Linked DNA regions of Mus musculus: region 1 is linked to region 2. The links are chromatin contacts, called in public HiChIP or PLAC-seq maps. All regions are on one chromosome and are shown on one strand. The core of a region is the stretch at or near the end of the contact, and the rest is flanking DNA. Distances in the headings are between cores, read along the strand shown.

Region 1 (7,182 bases), core at 3,605-6,104, 470 kb after region 2:
TGAAAGAAAACCACCTAGCGGAACTCATTTATTTATGACTACTTATAGTGAGAAGTCCACTGATAAGAGACTGTGTGGCCTACACAGCCTGGAATATTTGTAACCTAACCCTCTGCAAAAAAAGTGTGCCCACCCCTCTTATAATCTCTACAGGCGCTATGGGCTTCTAGAAGGCTGTTGGAATATTTTGGTGCCCTGGGTGCCTGTCAAACTTAATTTGAGACGTGACAAGCCTCGGTTTTCCTAAGGAAGGTACCCGTGTGAAGCACCTGGGCCATTTAAAGATTGTCACACCAACTAACGTAACTCCATTGAGGACTGAGTGCGGAGAGAACCTGAGTTAGTAAAGCTCCCAGCTGTCTACTTGCTGGTGTCGCTGACAAGAAGACTGATTCACAGGCTGCTTCAGAGTGTGTTAGTGATGGCCCTGCAGACCCCTCAGGTTCCGGTTGGAATGGAATACGGTTTCTACATCGCTTGCTATGATTGTTTAGTGGCCTAAAGGTATGCCCGCAGATTGGTAGCTTTTTGTATCTGATTTGGAAATACCGCTGTGATGAGGTAAAGGGTATGGGAGGTAGATTGTGGGCCTTCTTTACTTAGTGGAATTAGTGGGTAGGGAAGGGACTGAGAAAATTGTAAGGCAGTTGATTTTAGAGAAGGGGCAGGTGTGGACAGAGGAACAGTGATTTATGTAGAAAAATGTTTTCTATGATTACATAATAATCATGTAAAAATACTGGCATCCTGTGTGTGTGTGTTTTGGGCGTGTTCACCCATGTTGCATGCGAATGTCAGAGACTGACTTCTAATGGTCTTCCTCAGTCATTTCCCTACCTTATTCTTTGAGGCAGTCTGTTATCCAACCTAGAGTACAACCAGTGAGTCTCCAGGATCCGCCTGTCTCTACCCACGTGCTGGGGCGACGGATGTACCCCATGCCCAGCTTTTCCATGGGTGCCGGGGATATAAATGTAGATCCTTTATGCTTGTGCATCCAGAACTCAACTTTCTGGCCCCACGTCCACCACCAACGGGTACTGCCTTGAAGAGATTCCAATGTTGGGAATTTATCTTTTGAGACAGGGTCTGCTTTGTATTCCAGACTGACTTCAAACACAAATATGATACTTCTGTCTTAGCTTCCTTAGTGCTGGGATCATAGATAGGCATGTACCTTCATACCTAGCCATTCCTATGGTAAATTAAAAAAAAAAATCCACAGAAACTTACACGAATCAGATTGAAGCTGTCATCCTTTGAATAGTTCAATCATATTCCTTTTAGACATCTTGTGGAGAATATTAATTATACCCGTATTTAGAGTGAATTGCTTTTGTGGAAAACTAGGTTAATACTGAGTGACTTTATTTTTTTTTTTTTTTTTTTTTTTGTTCTCTAAAACATATAGGCATTTCAGTCGAACAATGGAAGAGCTTGTTCACGATCTTGTCTCTGCACTGGAAGAGAGCTCTGAGCAAGCCCGAGGTGGATTTGCTGAAACTGGAGAACATTCTCGAAATCTGTCTTGCCCTCTGAAACGCCAGGCCCGGAAAAGGAGAGGGAGGAAGCGGAGATCCTACAATGTTCACCACCCGTGGGAGACAGGCCACTGCTTAAGTGAAGGCTCTGATTCTAGTTTAGAAGAACCAAGTAAGGACTATAGAGAGAAGCACAGCAATAATAAAAAGGACCGCAGTGACTCTGATGACCAGATGTTAGTGGCGAAGCGGAGGCCATCTTCAAACCTAAGCAGCAGCGTTCGAGGTAAGCGGCTTCTGTGGCACGAGTCTGACTTTGCCGTGGACAGCCTTGGGAACAGAACGCTGCGCCGGAGGAGGAAGGTGAAGCGCATGGCCGTGGATCTCCCGCAGGACGTCTCCAGCAAAAGGACAATGACCCAGCTGCCAGAAGGCTGCAGAGATCAGGACATGGACAATGATAGAGCCAGCCAGTATCCAGAGTTTACCCGGAAGAAAGTTAAGAAAAGGAAGTTGAAAGGGATTAGGCCAGGACCGAAAACCCAGGAGGAAGGAGGAGTTTTGGAGAGTGAAGAAAGAAGCCAGCCCAACAAGGACAGGATGGAGTACGAGGAACAGAAAGCCTCGGATGAGCTCAGGAGCGAAAGGTGACGTTTCCTCCTCCTCCTCTTCCTCCTCCTCCTCCTCCTTCCCCCATGAGAATGGCTGGCTGCAGGCCTGGGCTCAGTGTGGTGTTTCCTGTTTGAATTCTGTTTCAGATAGTTAGAAGTTGCCACATGATGGTGATATTACTTTGTAGCTAGGCTTGTATGTCTTTATACTTTGTAGCATTTTCACACAAAGCAGAATCACTCATTTGATTTATGCAGTGCTGACTGTTATAATTGTCTGGATTTCCAGCTGCAAAGTAAGAAAGTTGCTCTACTGTGGGAAAGGGTATGCTGTTGAATAACAGTGCTGTAGGGTAGCTCACTGTGTAGTTAGGGAGCTGTGGCCTTTGGAGCATTTTAGGGTGTGTAGTCAGGATTCTGTTTCCTGCTGTTCAGAGGTCAGACCTTGTGCTGCGTGGGGCTTGGTGTGTTGATCTATAGCTTGCCACGGGATTCTGATCACTTATGAAATGTAAACACCTGATTTATTACGGTATGGAAGCAGCTGATCCTGGCCCTTAGAGAAATGGAATTTGTAGCATTCCTTTCTGTCCGTCTCAGGAAGCAGACTGTCTTTTATCTAATTGCCACATGCTCATTGCGAGTCAGAGAGTGAGCCTTTGCCGTTTACCCAACTCATTGCCTGTAAGAGCAGCCAGGGTGCGCGTGTGTCCAGCTCGCGCCCTTACATTGCTTAGAGCCAGAGGAAAATGGTGCGGGTGAAAGGGTCTGAGTTTTAATTTTAATTTAATTTAATTAAAATTGGCCTCATTTCAACCTTGGTAATTGTAGCCTTTGGATACTCGTGTGTGTTTGTGTGACTGTGGTTATGATAAGAACCCAGGTTGAGTTAATGATAGTTTTATTAGACAGTTTACTGTTTACATAGTTTTTCCTTTAAAAGTAAAGCAAAAAGTTTGTTTCTTTTCAGAAAGTTGTTTTTGCACAGGAACAGGGTTGGTTGCATTCTAGTACTGAGCCCTTGTGTCTGAGGACCTCACAGCCAAGAGCAGTTAGTGCTGTTGCTCATTGCTGTGGTGTGGCAGTGGTGGGACAGAGGAGGGGTTGGCTCACCTGCTCTGATGGCCGATTTTGAAAGCCCCTCCCTCTTGTTTTCTATGCCTCTGGTTAGTGATCTACTTGTTACTCTTCCCATCCTGGAAGCATAATGAGGCCAAATCTTTTCACATTATTTCTTATTTTTTCAACAACAACAAAAAATCATTATCAGGGATATTAAGTTTCTCAGTTGCTCACATCTCAGGTTTATAGTTTAAATATGTTTAAAATCAAATAATTGAAACTACATTTTCCCTGAATCCTAAACTTTTCTTTATATCAGTTTTCTGCTGCTGCTGAAGGGCTCAGTACAATTTCTTCTATAGAAGGATTGCTACCTGGTTAAGGTGGTGTCGATTCCTACAGGTTTCCATTTTAAGAAGGTTGATATTTTCTTGGATTTGATTTATATTACGAGAACTGTGTGTGTGTGTGTTTGTGTGCGTGTGTGCATATGTATGCGTTTGGCAAACATTTGATTAACTACTACTGCACTGTGCACAGGTGGCTCAAAGACTAACAACAGACTATCCAGCTTGTTCCTCGGCTGCGGTAGGCATACAAGCTAATACTGAGAATGGCATGCTCTCTATGAGTGATGCCTTCATATAGGAGCTGTGTTTCAAAGCGAGAGCTAAGACTTGTTCAGACAAGGGAGGACTGGAGAGCCAGCAAGGAAGTGGCATGACTGTCAGAGACCTGTGTAGGGTGAAATGTCTGCAGCTCATGCTACAAGGATGTAGAGGATCTGAGGCTACCGCAGCAGTGGTTCTCTAAGGCCTGTGTGCTAGGGTGTTCATATTTCATCATAAAGGAAATGGGAATTTTTGGCAGTGAAGAAACTTAGCACAACATAGTCTTGACAGGAGTGTTCTCGTGACCTTTGATTGACCTCAGTCCATACAGTGGAGGGTAGAGTCTGAATGTGCTTGCAGACAGTGCTTGCAGGTGTCTAAAGCTGTATTTGGAAGGCTGGTGCTCTCAGATGATGCTGGATTTTATTCATAGGGAAAGGGATTAATATTCATATATATATACTTCTCATGGAATATATGCTCATCTGAACGGTAGTTATAAAAATCATTTCCAAACAGGAGAAGAGATAACTGTCCTTACAGGTGGATTGTCATGTCGTCTAGCTGCTGGAAATGAAAAGTCTTGCTTGTTACGTTCTTCTTGTTTAATGATCATAGCAACAAGGAAGTATTGTAGCAACTGGCAAGGTATCAGTAACACAATAGAATTATTTTATGTGTCCATAAAAAGTACCTCAGTAGAGAGCGAGGATCACTAACGACTGGTCTTTCCGCACGTGGTTAGATCGTCATGTTGTGGACAGATGGAGCGCGCTCCTTGGAGGGAGAGCTAAGGCAGTTTGCAGAGTTCCCCTCTCACATTCTTATCCTCTGAGTCCGTTCCCTTTCACTGTTGATATACATGTTACCACAGTTAAAGAATACAATGTGTTTTATTAGAATCACTGTTTGTTTTTTGTTTAAAATGGCTTTTTTCTGTTTCTGTGTATTGTGCTTAACCTGTGAAAAGGTGAACTGGTTGTGTGTAGATCAGATTAGAGAACCCAGCAGACTATGACAGCAGAAACAGTGAGTGAACTCACTGTTTGCAGGCTGTAAAATACTTGCGGTCTGTGGTCAGGCTTAACCTGGCTCGTATTTAGTAAGCATTGGTCTAATGGGGAAATATGACAGCTCTCATTATGAAGTGCTACACTAGACTGCCGGGGCATTGCACAGAGAGTCTGTCTTTGGAGAATCTGAGGGGTTCTGAGTTGTAAGTACATTTTTCTCTTGGGGGTTTCAGAAGAGGTCTTGTGCCTGAGGTGTGTTAAGGACAGAGTTGAAGGAAAACAGGAAGAGTAGGAATAGCAGTTTGGACCTTGCCTACATGGAGGGAGGGAGGTCAGACTTCTGAGAGCCTCTCCTTGTAGGAGGGAGGTCACACTCATGAGGTCATCATTTTCAAGCAAAGCTGTGTGTGTTGTAAATGGGATGGCGTGCCATCAGTTCCTTAGGAATATTGTTGTATAGGAAACTTAGTCAATTAGAAGAAAGTTTAAAAAATGAGTCTCGACAAATTCTTATAACTTTCATTAGTTTATTTTTGAAAAGTTTATATAAACTGATAGTTTTAATGTGGATTTAAGTCTTAGCAGTGACTTTCTTCATAAATATAATATTTTAAAACAGGCTAATGTGCCTGGTTTTTAATCAGCTAGGCTACATTGTTTTATGTTTTTTATTTTGGGCTGGAGAGTCAAGGCACTCACCAGGCCTGATGCTCTGCGTTTGGCTTTCAGAACTCCCGTGGAAGAAGGGGTGAGCTGACTCCATAAGCTGTCCCCATGGACAGAATCTTCAGGTATAGCACGTGTACACACTCACACAAATAATACTTTAAAAAGTGATTTATTTCTATTTTACGTACACTGGTGTTTGGACTGCATGTATGTCTGAGTGAGAGTGTTGGATCTCTTGGAACAGGAGTTAACAAACAGTAGTGAATTGCTAAGTGGGTGCTGGGAATTGAACGCAGGTCCTCTGGAAGAGCAGCCAGTTTTTTTTAATTGCTGAGCCATCTCACCAATCCCAAATAAATACTTTTAAAAAAGACTATTTTAATTTAAAAGGTCACCAGTGACTATTTCTTGATTGGTTAAAATCAAGCAGGCACATAAGCGCTTTTAGAATAACAGTTTTCTCAGAGGCCAAGCTTTTCAGGATTTGATCTTATTTTCTATATATTTTCACTTAACTGGCCTGACATATATATATTGTTTCCATTAGAACCATAGTGATGTTGTGTTCTTTTTGGAGTATATGTTATTTATTTGAACTTCCATATTAAATTTGAACCCCTATCTTGTTCTTTAGTTTATGCAGAAAAACAAGAACCTTTCTTACTATTGGCTTGACTTTGTGCCATGGCACGGCCACTAGCATGGACCTTGTCTCTTTGGGAAGCGATAGGGTTGATGGGAAATTCTCAGAGCAGCTTTTCTAGAGTATTTACAAATGTGGTTAGGGAAGTCATTTCACATTGGCCCAGTGTTTCTGTGCTGAGTCTTGGCCTGCGACGGGTGCGACTTTCCCATCTTATTGAGCTGCGGCTTGAGCTGAATCACACAGCACAGCAGAAAGGGAGCAGTGAGCCTTTGATGAGAACAGGCAATAGACTGTGTCCCCAAGTCAGCACTCTGCAGTCACATCCACTTACTGTCTAGGTCTCATTAGACTCCTGGGCTTTTTTTTGTGTGCCAAAAATAATGTGTTCTGTAGTTAGTGGAACTGGGATAGTTGAAGTTTTGATTTGGAAAAAAAGAAAAGGAAAGCAAAAAGAAAAGGAAAAGAAAAAGAAACGTTATTTTCTCTCAGACCTTTGTCAGGCTCAGGTCCGTCTCTGAGCTGCTGCGTCTTTAAAGCTTGAGCGCCAAGGACCAGTGCTTGTTTGATGTGCTTCATTTGTCTTCTTTTCCTGGTTGTAGTGACACCAGCAGTCTCAGCAGCACTGACGCGGGCTTGTTCACCAACGATGAGGGAAGACAAGGTACTGAGACATGGATCCCCTTTGAAAAACTCCATTTGAAAGCTGTGCATATTGCTGGTGATTGTATAAGCTGCCAACAGTAACCCCTTGGCATTACAGATGCTACTTAGCGACTGCTGTTTAGTATAGTGGCTGGTTCCTATACTCCACAGACGATGGTTTGGCTTCCTGACCCACTTACAAACTATATCTAAAAGTAGCGCTTGCCACTAAGCTTTGCACACTCCAGTCTTTGCAATCTGTAGCGAGAGTCAGACACTGACTCTTATCCTCCTCCTTATTTCAAATGGTTGTGAAACTGTAAGCATTTAAATGGATTTGTAATGGTTTGTCATTTTATTCTGTTGTCACATTTACACTGTCCGACTTATATGTAATTAAATGGCTTTTATTAATTCACTATTATACATTATTGAACACTGTTGAAC
Region 2 (6,846 bases), core at 3,981-6,480:
TGCTACAAATTAGAACACATGAGAAGGGAGCCTCAACTGAAAAAGGGTTCTGATTGCCTCAATTGATTTGGGAAAACCCACCTTATGTGTGTATGTCACATTTTGGTAGTAGTTCATAGGGCGTGGCAGGAGGAAGATTGCTTGTCTTTAGCTTGCTTGGCCTTCTCATTGCCCTGATCATGCTTCCCTTTTGCGGCTGAGTTGATTTCTCCTGCTGGAGATGTAGCTGTTGCTCTTACTGCTTATACTGTTGCTGCTGATACTGATGGTGATGATGGTGGTGATGATGGTGGTGGTGCTGGTGGTAGTAGTTACCATGGTGATGATCATGATGACCATGTTCATGGTGATGAAGGTAGTATCTCTGCTGATAGGGATGATTCCCTCACTGATATGGGAACCAGCATTTGCAGGATTTCAATGTCAGACTGGGACTGTGGAAACACATAACCTTATTGACTGGTTAGCTATTCTGTTTGGGTTCCTTTGGTGTGACACAGCCATTGTGAGGCTGTTCTGAGCACACAGGCAGTCAGCACCAAGGACAAAGCAACCTCAGGTTTTCAGTTTCTCAGGTATGAGACAACTTTGTTACTCTTTTAATGTAAGTTGATTTAATAGATTCTTTTAATATGTTCATGTTTATCCAGTTGGCTCTGTTCCTATAGATGTGTGGTTCTCAGTCTCCCCAATGCTGCAACTCTTTACTACAGTTCCTCATGTTGTGCTGACTCCCAACCGTAACATTTTTTTACTACTTCATAACTGTAATTTTGCTGCCATTGTGAATCATAATGTAAGTATCTCATATGCGGGAAATCTGATATGTGACCCCTGTGAAAGGTTCGTTTGGTCCCTAAAGGGGTCATGACCCACAAGTTGAGCACTGCTGCTCTAGAGACCTTTGACTAATACGTTGGTTATGTCTGGGAAAGGTTTGGAATAACTGTGATGCCTAGGCACAGCACACATCTAGCTAGTGTCTGCTACCGAGCACTATCTTCATGGTGGAGAGAAGGAAACACAGGTAAGCCAGCCGTGTTCCCACCTCAGAGGGCATATCCTTAAAAGTGATACACCAACGGAATGAATACAAGCAGGATAAGGATGAAACTCTGCTCTTTGCCTATTGTGCACAGTCAGATATGTGCAGGTGTGACAGGTGACTGAAAGCTAAGCATTTTGCAAGGCAGAGGTGATACAAACACGAGTGGGAACCCATCCCGTAAGGGACGTAGAATCCTCAGTAACTAGCTAATGTTATTGGCCTTTACATTCCTAGAAATGACCCACAAACACCCCTCATACCCTCACTCTTCTCCTGAGTCCCTGTGAGCCCCGGGTGACAGACTCGACTTTGAAGAAGGCAGTTGAGAGATCTGAGCATTTTTGCTGCTACAACCCACATGTCTGTATCTACGGAGTTGCTGAACTGAGGAAGTAGCCTTCCGTGGGGACAGACCATGCTTATTAATGATAATCCAGACCCCTAGCCTTTAAGATCCATATTCATTTTAGTGTTTCATGATTCGTCTGCAGTGGTAAGACCACATCCTTCCATGGCTTCGTTTCTTCCCTTCTCTCTGGTCTGATGTGTGCTAGGCTGCGGATCTATGTGGTGTGGTGAGGCAGGAACTGAAGAGAGCGGAAAGGGAAGCAACATAGAAGAGCAAGAGGAGCGTTCACATCTCTCCAGCTCCTTCGCTATTGGCTTAGGATCTATCCTAACACGGTATAACCCCATCTCAATTCAAATACATTTCCCAAAATCTTTTATCCAAATAACGTTACATGTGCAAGGGCTAGAAGGTAAGACTTCAGTTCATCTTTTGGGGGACACACTCAACCCTCAACAACCTTTCCATCCTGGGATTAAATTCCTGTGACTGTGTCTTTACCCAGCTTGCCGTCTATCCCTTTGTCAACTAATGTTCTTACCCCAGCTGCCTCGCCCACAGTGAACTCCACCCCATCCGAGCTGGTCTATAGTAGGCTGGCTTTGTGACTGGGGCTGCTTGGTCCTTTCTGCTGCTCAGGAGGTGGGATGAAGTGCTGAGCTTCCGGCAGAGAGCCACACTAGTCTAAAGCTCCTGGGTCTTTCCCAAGCACTCACTAATTGCAGTGTGCCTCTGCTGTCTAGTAGCTACAGGCAGCATGCCTCTGAGTGAAGGCTGTGCCACTCATGAAAACCCCACAGCCATCCATTCCTTCCCTTCTTTTCTTGCTTTCCTTAATCTCCATCCCACTTCTGCTCAGCCAGGAGAGAGGGCAGAGATAAGCACTTGTGAACAAGCAGATATTGTTATCCTTTACTCATTACCACAGCTCCATGTGCTGAACACCCTACTCTCTTGGGAATGCTTTTGAGGACTCTAAGATTATGAAAAGTGGAAGAATGATGTTGTTATTCATCATTACGTAATTCTGAGCTTATAACTGCTCTTTAGAATACAGAGACCAGCCAGGCAGTGGGGGTGCATGCTTTTAATCCCAGCACTCGGGAGGCAGAGGCAGGCAGATGTCTGAGTTTGTGGCCAGCCTGGTCTGCAAAGTGAGTTCCAGGACAGCCAGGGCTACACGGAGAAACTCTGTCTTAAAAAATCAAAACAAAACAGAACCCCAAAGCAACCAAAACGCAAGAAGCTTCATTTAGAATACAGAGATCACAGTCTCTAGTATTAAAGCCTGGTGACAAAAGAGGAAGATCAGGGGACTCTAGGGCTTTTGTATTTTGTTGTCACTATATTGTTAAGGGAGGGGACCCTACCATAGTAGAACACAAACAACAGATCTTGTCAACACAAGAAACACAGTTCTCTCCTCAAAGGGGATAGTTTACTCTATAGCCAAATAGGGGTAAACATGGTCCAGGAACACAAATTTAGGTTACCTCAATGTCCATGTTCAAACATGGCAGCAATTTTATGAACTAAGAAAGTCACCAGTCAACACAATTTTCAAATACATGGGTAGAAATCTCAGGTCCCAGGTCACAACAAATCAGGGGAATCTCTGCTGTATGTCCTAGATGCTGTCTGATAACACTCTTAGCTTTGGAGTTGGTAAAACATAGTGGTCTGCTCGCAGTTCCCCAAAGATTTATCTAAGAGGCATAAGGATGCTAGGTCACATGCAGAGGTGGCATGGTGGTTAGTTCAGATTGACAGCCTGACACAGTCCAGGATTGCCTGGGAAAGTGTCTCATTGAGAGGTTGTCTTGATCTGCTAATTGATGTTGGAGGACCCGGTCCACTGTGGGCAGCACCATTCCCTGTGCTTTGGCCCTGGTCTTTATGAGAAAGGAGAAAGTGAGCTTAGTAGTAGGCGTGTCTAGATTTATTCATTTTCTCCGAATACCATGATTCCCCTGCAGTGACAGTTCATCACCTGGAATTGTGAACCAAATAAACCATCTACCTCAAAGTTGCCTATGTCAATGTATTTTATCACATTGATAGGAAACAAAATTATGGCAGTGGATGGTAAATGGATATTAAATGAGGATAAAATTGGTCCTTAATATGGCTCTATACTTGAGATACTCTGACCTCTCCACACCACTGAAGTTCTAGTCAGTTAATCAGTCTTTTCAGTCACAGCTTTTTTTCTAGTAGTGTCCATTCACAAGATCAAATCTACACATTTTGTATACTTTCAAATCATAGTATGATTTATGTAATACACTAGTGATCATTGTGTGAATGATTTTTTTTGAATGTCTGGATTTTGAAGAAAACTTTTCTATACTGATATGAGAATCATACAACTAAAACAGATGAAAGATGATTCCACTTACACTGTTTATAAATGGGGGAGGGCAGCTAAAAAGCTTCTGGCTGATAACTAAGTGTTATCATATTGCAATGACATTTTTGATATGTTTGGTGATCTTGCCTTTTTGACACATTTCAGGCTCCCCTGGAAGTTACAATGATCCTCTTGTGTCTCCTTCCCCAAGCTAGGATTGCGGGTGGCACTTCCATGCCTAGCTTAAAATATTTTAATTTTGATAGACAAACAAATAAGCAATAGGTAAACAGGGTCTTACTCTGTAGCCCTGGCTAGCCTGGAAGTCCTTATATAGGTAAGGCTGGCCTTGAATTCACAGAGATTTGGTCCCCTCTGCCTTCTGGGTGCTGGAATGAAAAATGTGAGCCATATCCAGCAAAATATTTTTAAAAGAAAACAATATACAAGAATACTTTTACTTGCAATGGATTTCTAGGCACTGGGAATGCCCTTCCTCTGTGCCTTTGCTGAAGATCTGGGGGGGGGTGGGGTGGAGCAGGAGACCACATTCCATGTGGTACAGGTCCCTTGCAGACATTTTTGTCTTCGTGGTGAGAACAGGACATAGAAGCTGATCAGGTAGGGTGTGGACTCCAGGGCAGCAGATCAAAAATGTTCTTCTAGAGGCCAGAAAGGCAGAAGAGAGAGATTTCTTTTTTTATCTCTTTTAAATTAGCACCTCTTCCTAGATGGCATAACAGAGAACATGACAGGAGCAGAAGGGATGCGCCTGGACACGTTGTGGTCTGGGTAGCTGGGCTGAGCAACTCATCTGTCCCCATGCCTCACCCCGGTGTCTGTCCAGAGTCCTTTAAAATGTCTCAAGAGTAGACACTCAATGGCATCCTTCCAGCTGCTGTCCCCTGTCCTTTCTCTGTCTGTCCCTTGCACTCTCGCCTATGAATCTATAACAAACATCTATCCAAAATGTATGCCCTGTGCCCCATCAATTTCATTTTTTCTTCTTTTTGAATTCCTAAGACAAGAACCCAAAGTCATCAGCTCCAAGTAGCTCTGATACCCTTGGAGTTTCTTGAGTCCCTAGCCCCACAAGTCAAGCTCGCTAAGAGCCAGCAAAGGCTCCATCACTTTCCCAAGTGCCCCACATTGCCGTGTTACTCCCAGTCTCTCCATCTGTGTTGTCTTTCCTGCAGACTTCTTGTCAGTCAGTCTGTAACACACAAGCACTCACGTGTTCTCACTACGAAGTTTACATGTGCTCAGTGTTGAGTTGAAAGGAAAGGCCAGTTCTAAATGGCAGCTTTCCTATTTACTGCTCCTTCAGGCTACACAGTGAAAAACAACTCTGTCTGAAATTTGAAAAGGTGTGGTTTATTCCCCCTGCTGTGTAAGCTGTTGGGGTACTCCCTGCAGAAGTCCCTTGCTTCTCTCATTAGGGGCTGTAGTCTCAGGCCTCCTACTCTCCATTCTTCCTGAGTGCCTGCCTTTTTGTTGCAAATAGAGCCCTAAACCTTACTTTAGAAATAGATAGTGCACTGTGGAGGAGGGACGACCAATAATGTTAGTTACAAAATCGGATCATGAGTGTTTTCACTCAGTTAGTCCTTTCCTTTATTTATGTCCCTTTCTGCGGGATCTGAAGCCAATATTCAAAAGATCAAGTTTAGATGAAGAGAGGCACAAGAGGCTATAAGACACTGTCACATTCTTTCACAAGAGGCTATAAGACACTGTCACATTCTTTCACAAGAGGCTATAAGACACTGTCACATTCTTTCACAAGAGGATATAAGACACTGTCACATTCTTTCACAAGAGGATATAAGACGTCGTCATAGTTTCACACTAGGGAACATTCTTTCTTTCTTTCTTTTTTTTTCTTGGTTTTTCGAGACAAGGTTTCTCTGTATAGCCCTGGCTGTCCTGGAACTCACTTTGTAGACCAGGCTGGCCTCGAACTCAGAAATCCACCTGCCTCTGTCTCCCGAGTGCTGGGATTAAAGGCATGCACCACCACGCCCGGCGGGAACATTCTTTCTTATGTTGTTTCTCTAAACAGCTCCTGTTTAGAGTTCAGTGCTTGTATTCATCAGGGTTCTCTAGAGTCACACAACTTATGGAATGTCTCTAAATATTAAGGGAATCTATTGTAACAGCTTATAGTCTGTAGTCCAACTAACCCAACAATGGGCATCTTTAAAAGGAAAGTCCAAGAATCTAGTAGTTGCTCTGTCCCACAAGGATAGTTGTTTAAGCTGGTCTTCTGTAGAAGTAGGTTCCAATATAGATGTACTGTCAAGTTGAAGCAGGCAAAGAGTTAGCCTTCCTTCTTCCAATATCCTTATGTAGACTTCCTGCAGAAGGTGTGGCCCAGATTAAGGCATGAACCACCATGCCTGCATCTGGAACTTGCTTTGTCCCAGGTTGACCTTGAATTCAGAGATCTCCTTGCCTGTGTTTCCTGGGATCAAAGGCGTGTACTACCTTGCCTGCGTCTAAGCTTTTTATGACCACTACGCCTCAAGATCTCCATGCCAAGATCCAGGTCAGAAACCTATGTCTTCCAGGCTCAAGATCTGGATCACAGGTGTGCCCTCCATTTCTGGACTGTAGTTCATTCCAGATATAGTCAAGTGCTTATTTCTTTAATGGTTGATTATTTACTGATTGATTGATTGATATTTATTGCTTATTTGTTTATTGGTTATTTATTGATTGGCTGTTCATTTATTTATTGCTTATTTATCTATTTGGTGTGTATGGTCTGTGCACAGTTGTGTACAGCTGTGTGCAGCTGTGTGTGTGTCTATGCATGGAGGCTAGGGAAAGTTTCCAGTTGTCCTGTCTATCACTGTCTCCGTCATCCCTTAAACCAGGGTCTCTCATTGAACCCAGAACTAGGCTGACAGTCAGCAAGGCTCAGCAAGCCTGCTTACTCCATTCCCACAGTCCTGGAGTTATAGACGCTTGTGCACACAACTGTCTCTTTATATGGTCACTGAGGATTTGAACTCAGATCTTCATGGCTGCACGGGCCAGCACGCAACCCACTGAGCCACCCATCCCTGCAGCCCCTTCCAGCGTCTTAAGATCAGG

The links. HiChIP or PLAC-seq counts read pairs in DNA pulled down with a chosen protein or histone mark.
Region 1: a contact with region 2 is called in an H3K27ac HiChIP or PLAC-seq map of acute myeloid leukemia, with 2.5 times the contacts expected there. The contact joins two enhancer-like sites. A contact is called at or near these places in 3 of 39 promoter capture datasets (the C10 cell line, hematopoietic stem and progenitor cells and pre-B cells), 6 of 484 Hi-C or Micro-C datasets (the G1E-ER4 cell line, embryonic stem cells, muscle stem cells and 2 more) and 2 of 115 datasets of contacts at active chromatin or transcription factors (acute myeloid leukemia and bone marrow-derived macrophages).

The regions. Positions count from the first base shown.
Region 1 is chr1:187,224,092-187,231,273 of GRCm38.p6, forward strand. Gpatch2 (G patch domain containing 2) reads left to right here. Exons shown (of 10, transcript NM_026367.4): 2 at 1,412-2,128; 3 at 6,693-6,754. Among named protein-coding and RNA genes, the nearest start is that of Gpatch2, 12 kb to the left of the region's middle. Within about 2 kb of position 4,855, at least 64 of the 459 cell types and tissues checked have an H3K27ac peak or open chromatin away from gene starts, as enhancers often do. A contact at or near this core is called in acute myeloid leukemia, where this site is marked.
Region 2 is chr1:186,758,156-186,765,001 of GRCm38.p6, forward strand. No RefSeq gene overlaps it. Among named protein-coding and RNA genes, the nearest start is that of Rrp15, 12 kb to the left of the region's middle. Within about 2 kb of position 5,231, at least 12 of the 459 cell types and tissues checked have an H3K27ac peak or open chromatin away from gene starts, as enhancers often do. A contact at or near this core is called in acute myeloid leukemia, where this site is marked.